2 separate regions of the Anas platyrhynchos genome follow, and region 1 is linked to region 2. Evidence: chromatin contacts called from public Hi-C data. All regions are on one chromosome and are shown on one strand. The core of a region is the stretch at or near the end of the contact, and the rest is flanking DNA. Distances in the headings are between cores, read along the strand shown. Region 1 holds the start of PUF60 (poly(U) binding splicing factor 60). Region 2 overlaps SCRIB (scribble planar cell polarity protein).

Region 1 (3,839 bases), core at 767-3,266, 64 kb before region 2:
GAAGAGCCAAGGTTGGCAGGGACCACGTGAGATCCCAGGAGGTCCCTTCCGCCCTCAGCAGCCCAAAGCCCCTTGCTCAAGCTGGGTCACCCAGGACCATGTCCAGTCAGGTTGGAGTATTGCCATGGACAGAGACACCGCAGCTTCTCTCAGCAGCCTGTGCCAGTGTTCAGCCAGCCTCACTGGAGAAAAGTGTCTTCCTGTGTTCAAAGGGAATTTCCCATTTTTCAGTTTGGGCCCATTGTCTCTTGTCCTGACACTGGGATCTCCTGAGGAGGGCATGGCTCCAGCTTCTTCAGCCTCTAATCAGGCATTTGTACACTTTGAGCCTCTGCAAGCCTCTCCAGGCTGAGCAGCCCCCACTCTCCACCTCTCCTACAACAGATGCTTCAGTCCCTTCCCCATCTTGGTGACTCTGCACCAGACTCACTCCAGTAAGTCCATCTCTGTCTTGTCACTGGGAGCCCAGCAGGGGGTTCAGCGCTCCAGATGTGGCCTCACCAGCATGGAGCAGAGGAAGGATCTTCCCTCAGCCAGCTGGCAAGGCTTTCCCTGGTGCAGCCCAGGATACCATTGGGCTTCTCTGCTGTAAGAGCACATTGCAAGAGCACATTCTAGAACACGAGTCCTTTGAGGAACGGCTGAGGGAACTGGGGTTGTTTAGCCTGGAGAAGAGGAGGCTCAGGGGAGACCTTATTGCTCTCTGCACCTACCTGAGAGGTGTGCGTCTGCCTTTTCTCACAGATAACTGCCAATAGGCCTAGAGGGAATGGCCTCAAGCTGTGGCAGGGGAGGTTCAGGTGGGAAATGAGGAGACATTTCTTCTCAGAAAGAGCAGTCAGGCACTGGGACGGGTTGCCCAGGGAGGTGGTGGAGTCACCGTCCCTGGGGGTGTTCAAGGAGAGGTTGGACGTGGTGCTTGGGGACATGGTTTAGTGGGTGACATTGGTGGTAGGGGGGTGGTTGGACCAGACGATCCTGGAGGGCTTTTCCAACCTTAATGATTGTGTGATTCTGTGATTGCTGGCTCACAGTCAGCTTGGTGTTCAGCACGATGGGCATGGCCTTCTTAGCAAAACTGGCACCAGCACAAGAATGGAAATCCTGCCCTCACATTTGCAAGTCAGACAAGAAAGGAGATGTGTCCTCAGACACAGCTGGGCAAGTCTCATCAGCCCCGTATGTTATAGATGTGAAACTGCACGTCTTTTAGTACAGTATCTAGTCTTTAAAAATTGCATAATGTAGGAATCCACTGTGTCTCAATAATTAATGTTTTCCAGTGGTTAACGTCAGTCACTTAAATTCAGATTAGAAATATGTTTCACGTTTTTATGTCCAAATTCAGACATTGTACCTTTATCTGCTAGATAAAGGAACTTTTGCAGTGCAAGATTTATCATCATAAGAGTACTTAGATATTAAGTTATCCCTCAATGGCTTTTGGTGAGCTTTCCTGCTTTTAGCTTTCTAAATCTTTTATCAGTCAGATTTCCAGAACCTGCAAACTTCTCAGAGCTTTTTCCATAACCTTCTGCCTGGTTCGTAGCACGGCCAGCAGGCCGGGTCATTCTCATGCCCCGTTAAATAACGAAGCGCAGCGCTAACAACACGCCTGTCCCTTGCTGCAGGCCTTCCTTTGGAGAACAGCCGTGACAGCACCACCTGCCCTGCTCCCGGCCTTTCCCGTGTATTTCAATCCGCACGGCAGAGCCGGGAACCACGGAAGCAGCGCGGAGCGGGGCAGGGCTGGGCTCGGATCGCGACACGGGGCCCCCACCGCCGGGGGTTCGGGACACCGAGGGCCCCCTGGGGACGGGCGGGGCTCGGCTCCCGGCGCCTCCGCGCGGTGTCCCGAGCAGCACCAGTCCCGCTGCCGGAGGCACCAAGGAGGAGCACCCCTGGTGCGCCAGGGCCTCCCCGCCGGGCCCGGGACGCGGCACGAAGCGAGGGGGGGGGCGAGGCCCGGGGCCGTGACGGGACCCGGCCCCGCCGCCAGCCCCGCCCCCCGTCACGCCGCTCCCCGGAAGTCTCGCGAGACCTCCTCCCGCCGCTTGCCTCAGAGCGCTCGCGAGAGCTCGCCGCTCCGCGCGCGCCCTGAAGCTGTCGCGAGAGCGCCGCGCTCCCTGCCGACGGGGTGGACAAGATGGCGGCCACGACCACCATCTCCCTGGTGAGTGGCGGCGCCGCGCTGCGGGGCGGGCGGCATTTGCCCGGCACCGAGCCCTCGGGGGGGCGCCGACCGTGCCGGCCTCCGCCGGGTGCGCCCGCGGCTCTCCCGGGCCGGCGGGGGCGGGCCGGGTGCGCTCGGTGCCGCCGGGCCTCCTTGCGGGCGGCCTCCCGCTCCCCGAGGCCGCCTTCCTCACGGGCTTCTCACGGGCCCGCCGCGCCGCGTGCTGGGCAGGGCGAGCGGCGCCCGGGCTGTGGCGGGGTTTGGGATGGGATCTGGGCTTTCCCCGTGCTGAGGTGCGCGCGGGCCGGTTCGTGTGATGGTTTCACGACCCTGCGTGTTTGAGCAGGTCCAGGTAGGTGGTGGGGCTTATTAGGAGACTTTGATTGGGAATTTCTCTTCTGCAGTGTTCAGCGCCGAGGTTAAAATGTGAGCTGTGGGTTACTTCCCTTGACTAAAGGGAAGTGATGTCCAGTACCTGTTGGTTATTTTTATATTTGCTGTTGTTTATTTTACCTATTCATGAAATGAGCCCAACGTTATCGACTTTCCTGAGAGTTCATTGTGTTTTCAGGTGGTTCTTTAGACTTCTGCTGAAGTGGCCACGAATGTTGTAAGACACCAGAATAGTCTCCTTTCAGAGACTGACTTGTTTTCTGTGTGAGTTAGTCATAAATCGTAGAAATTAAGTAGTTCAGTAGGGCGTTATTCAGCATTCCTCATTCTAGTCCTTTTTATTCTTAGTGAAATACAGAGTAGCATATGGAATCGTGCAAAATGAAAATAGGTAACCTCTTAGGTGTGAGGCTGCTAGGGAAGGAGACCTGTAGTACAATGATTGTGGATGCTGGGAAACTACAAAGCAGGTGGCCAGGCTCTCACGCTCCCTGCAGATATCATCTGCTGTTAAGGGGGCCAGAGGGACTACTGGTGTGAGACAGCGGGATGTTTCTTAATGGCTTGCTTTTCTACTCTCCCCTTTCAGGAACAAGCATACTGGCTTGCCAGAGTGCTGAATGCTTTTATTCATGATGGGTTCATTTTTGGTGGAATGAAGTTTATTTTGAACTTCAGAACTGTTAAACATCTTAAATAGAGCACTTGCTCTTGTCAGGCTCACACATTGAGTTAAAGCACTTCCAAGTCATTTTTTTAATAATCTGTGTGTTTTTATGTGAGTTCTGTTCTGATCTTACTGGAAATAAACTGGATCTGAACATCCAGTGTCATGTGTTAGCTCATCAGGATTTGTGCCTTGTGTGTTTTACCTTGTGCTTATAAAAAAAAAAATAAAAAAAACTGACTAATGGTCCTTAAAATGAAGAATTCAGATGTCCCAGCACTTGCTTTTTGTGTGATCACTGGTATCTTTTCTGCCATGTTCAGTGTTAGTGTCACTCTCTCCTGTATCTCCTGTCCGTGCTGGAGAGAGGACAGGCTGCTCTGTGATATGAGCAGAAAGTTGCCCTAAAGTATCTTTAGTGCTTCTGCAGGGATTGCTTTTATCAGGACGGCTGCAACGCTTTCTTGTTGTTCAGGGACAATTTAAATCCTGATGGCTATCTAGAAAACCTTGAGAATTAAGGACAAGGTAACTTCAATAAAGAGGAGCCCAGCACAGTTCTGGAGTTTGGTAAACTTAGATTTTGCTTGCAGCTAATTTTCTGAA
Region 2 (3,848 bases), core at 1,209-3,708:
AATCAGCAAGTAAATAGATTTTGAGAATTCAGTCTGTGAACAGACTCATGGTTTCTGGGAAGATCTCTCATGCCCAGTGTTCCCTTGTTTACCTGAATGAGGCCTCTACACTCCCTAGAATGATGCTTGTAGCACGTTCTGAGTTTGGGGATTTTTCTCTGAGAGTTAAGTCCATACTTAATATTCATCCTGCAGTGCAGGATTCCAGCTTCTTTTCATTTTTCCCAATTGACAGGATGATTTCCAAAAGTAGAAAGTGCCTTAAAAGAGCAAGGCAATTTTTGTCAGGTCTTTCAGTCAAGCATGAGATCTGTACTTAGTGTGGTTACAAACTGTGCCCAATAATGGCTCCAACAAGTCCAAGTGATCTTGCCAAAGAGAAGAATGACTTATAAAAATGGATGGTGTTTTCATTTTGCAAGTTTACTGAGCGCAGTAGATAGACAGACTCTGAATTTGTGACAGTGTCCTTCCAGTTTTTGCTGTAGTCGTTCAGTGTCTTAAAAGATCCAGCTTACAGTGACCTTGACTTGTTATAACTTAAATTCAGTGGTTGGCCTTCTGTCAACTGACTTCTGAAAGAGTTCGTCTTGTACAACGGGTTATCACTCCTCATCTATTCCACGTAGGTGGGGCACAGCTTGCCAATCAGTTGGGAAGCGTGGCTCACGTTGATGTATTCTCGTGGAATGGTATAGAGAGATCTGTACTTGAAGCATGTTGTAAGACCTCATATATCAACGTGAATTCCATGGCTCACTTTTCCCTATTTTGGGAATTCAAACTGAAGATGCTAAGGGAGAGTCGCGGCTGCTCCGCCCTTCAGAGAAGTCAAAGAACAAATGTACAGTCATAATGAGATACTGCTGTACAATAGAATCCTTCTGACAATATGTTGATAACCTTTGCTTGAGTGAATATAATATCTCAAAATCTACCACTTCAAAAGGTGAGTACTTGTTCTTCCTGTGTAGTCCCAATATTTTTCTAGCCTGCTCCAGGCAACACAGGTCTATTTTTGTTTTTTCTTTTTTTTCTTTTCTCACAGGTTTCCAGCCTCCAACTTCCTGAGTTTGGGTGGTGTTGAGATGCATAGCTGTATTTACAAACAAGTGCAGTGATTTCTTTATGAGATCATTTCCCTATAAAGAAAAAAATAAGCACTGAAGACCATCCATTCTGGGGACATAGGCAGGTTTTAAATGGGAATTCTGCCTTAGCATAAAGCAAGAGGCAGCAGCCCCTGTTTGGGAGAGTAGGTGTTGGAGTTGATGGGGTAGGACTGAAAGCTGAAAACTTGTGGACACCTGGACCATGTCAGAAGAACTGAATCCTGGTGTCGTGGTGTTGACTTTTCATCAGCAGTTCATAATGTGTTTGGATAGTGGGGTACATCCTAGGGACCACCAGTGTTGACAGGCTTTGTAGTACAGTTCCTGTGTAGATTTCTTGCAGTATCTTGCCCAGTGAGCTTCTTGTCTGTACACCTTAACCTTTTCTGAGACATCATGCCAGTGTTGTCTTTCCTTTTGTCTTAAACAGCTTGTCCATCCCATTTGGGGAGATTGGGGCTCTTAAATTTGTCATTCCTGCCTCTCCCTGCAGCTACGCTCCCCTTGCCTCCCAAATATGTATTGTCCTCTGCTGATTCCTGTTATTTGTAACTCTGTGCTCAGGTTCCCATCCTTGCAACAAAAATTGGCATCAACGTTAAGGTGTGGCTTGTCATCTATCATGTTTTTGCTCAAAGAGTATTTTTTTTTTTATAGTGGAGGGGGAGAGGCCAAATTGGTATCAGAGTGGAAACTGACCACTTTGGGACTGATGGTGCTAATGAACCCAATTCCCTGGTGCACATGGTCTGGCCGGGGGAGGGGTACCAGCTCTCCTAAACTGCTTGGCTCAGAGAGAGTGTGAAAAGGGGCAGGATTGCCCCACCAGTTTTAGGAATTAGTCAAAATTATGTTATTTGTGAGATGTGTGTCCCTGATGCTAACCTTCCTTTCTTTCTTTCCTTCTTTTTTTCTTTCTTTCTTTCTCTTTTTCTATTTTCCCCTTTCTGTTCCCTGTATCTTGCAGTTCACTCTCATTCCTTGTCAAGTTAGAACAGTTGGATCTTGGTGGCAATGACCTGGAAGTACTGGTAGGTGAGGGATGGTGGGGAGGGAATATGGGTGGTTGGTAGGGGTAGCACCTGTACCTTTGTGGAAGTGTGTTTTTTTTTTTTTGTCTGAAATGCAAAGAAATAGACCCTCGGGTTGTTTGGGAAGATTCTGATCTGCCCAGGATGGCCTAGTCATTGTTCCCAGTATAATGTTTTCTTTGTGTGTTGGCCCTGTCTCACTTTCTACTATCCTCATACACATCTTGCTCTGCTTTTTCCAAGCCCTTTTGCTCTGAGACGTTCTTTGTTGCTATCTAGCTGCCTAAGGATCTTTCCTTTCCAATGAGGTTCTCTGTCTGGTACTTTCTTTCTCTGCTGTGTTACACTGCCACCAGCTGTTGTTTTTTACTTCTGCTGGGCTGCCTTTCTGCCTTTCCCTTCATAATTTAATTTCTCCTCTAGAAAGTACAGGACCATTCCATGCTGTTCCTGACAGTTATGTCAGCCCAGCATATGGTGTGTACCCTGTGGATCGGGGTGCCTCCATGGAGGGCTCTAAGCCTAAGCATGCTGAGAGCCAGTGCATAATCTTGAATTACAGCTCATCTTGACATTGGGGGAAATCCAGTGATGTTCTTTAACTTTGCAGTTGTGGATCAAGCTGTTACTGAATCCCGTTCTTAATGTTCTGAAATGCTTTTTGGCAGAAAGCCAACTAAAATGGGAGACAAAAGAGATTTTGCAGCTTCCTGTGCACAAAGCTGCAGCCTGCTTGTGAAAACAGTTGGCTGACACTTGAACTGCACTTGAATGGTGCTTTAACTCCTAAATCAAACCCTCATCAGTGTGTGTTGTGTTTATGGGTAACAAAAGGAGCAATGCTATGAACACGTCTACCATTGCTGATAGCGCTGCTATATCATGTTGGGATTGCCAGCGTTAACCAAAAGCTTTTACTCATGTCTGGGAGGAGGGGGAGAAAGACACATTTCTACTGTGGGGCCAGCATTTCCAAAACCCTGTTTGGTTCTTGTCTTGCTTGCTACTGGACAGTCCTTGCTGTTGTCTTCCATGTTTTCTGTTGGGAGCTTCCGCAGCCAGTAGGCTAGCCCAGACACTTCCAAACATTTGCTGCAGCGTTGTGGCACACCAACACACTAGTTTCATAAACTGTTTGATGAATGGTTTTAGGAGGTGTGAAAGCAGTAACAGTATCAAGTTTTGTGGAGTTTCAGTGTGATTTGGAATATCCTAGAGCAGTTTCCCCCCTAGAAAGGACTGACACTGCTACTGTCCTGCTCTGTTACAGCCAGATACTCTGGGAGCGCTACCAAACTTGCGTGAGCTTTGGTTAGACCGGAACCAACTCTCAGCGCTGCCTCCAGTGAGTACTTGTTCAGTCCTTTGCTTCACTGCTTTGTTCCCTCCCTGTACTGCTCCCTTGAACCACAGTGTCTCCTTTCTGATCCTAGGAGCTGGGTAATCTCCGCCGTTTGGTCTGTCTGGATGTGTCAGAGAACAAACTAGAGCAGTTGCCCAATGAGGTCAGCGGGCTAGTAGCACTGACAGACTTGCTTCTGTCACAGAACCTGCTGGAATGCATTCCAGATGGGATTGGTGAGTACTGTGTGATGGGGAGCAGAGCAGGACTTGAACTGCCCCAGAAGTGCTCCTGTGGGGAGGCTTCAGGCAAGACAGTATGTAACGAAGTATTAAGGCTTGATGGACGTAGTTTCTGTAGGTG

The links. Hi-C and Micro-C count contacts between places; a contact is called where the count stands out from the background.
Region 1: a Hi-C map of subcutaneous adipose tissue shows a contact between it and region 2, with 2.0 times the contacts expected there. The contact joins the promoter of PUF60 here to the enhancer-like site in region 2. A contact is called at or near these places in 2 of 8 Hi-C or Micro-C datasets (liver and subcutaneous adipose tissue).

Annotation. Positions count from the first base shown.
Region 1 is chr2:260,360-264,198 of IASCAAS_PekinDuck_T2T, reverse strand. PUF60 (poly(U) binding splicing factor 60) reads left to right here and starts at 2,016. Exons shown (of 10, transcript XM_027452858.3): 1 at 2,016-2,173. The coding sequence starts at 2,147.
Region 2 is chr2:196,626-200,473 of IASCAAS_PekinDuck_T2T, reverse strand. SCRIB (scribble planar cell polarity protein) reads left to right here. Exons shown (of 40, transcript XM_072034137.1): 6 at 2,080-2,143; 7 at 3,414-3,488; 8 at 3,577-3,721. Among named protein-coding and RNA genes, the nearest start is that of SCRIB, 29 kb to the left of the region's middle. Within about 2 kb of position 2,458, at least 1 of the 8 cell types and tissues checked has an H3K27ac peak or open chromatin away from gene starts, as enhancers often do. A contact at or near this core is called in subcutaneous adipose tissue, where this site is marked.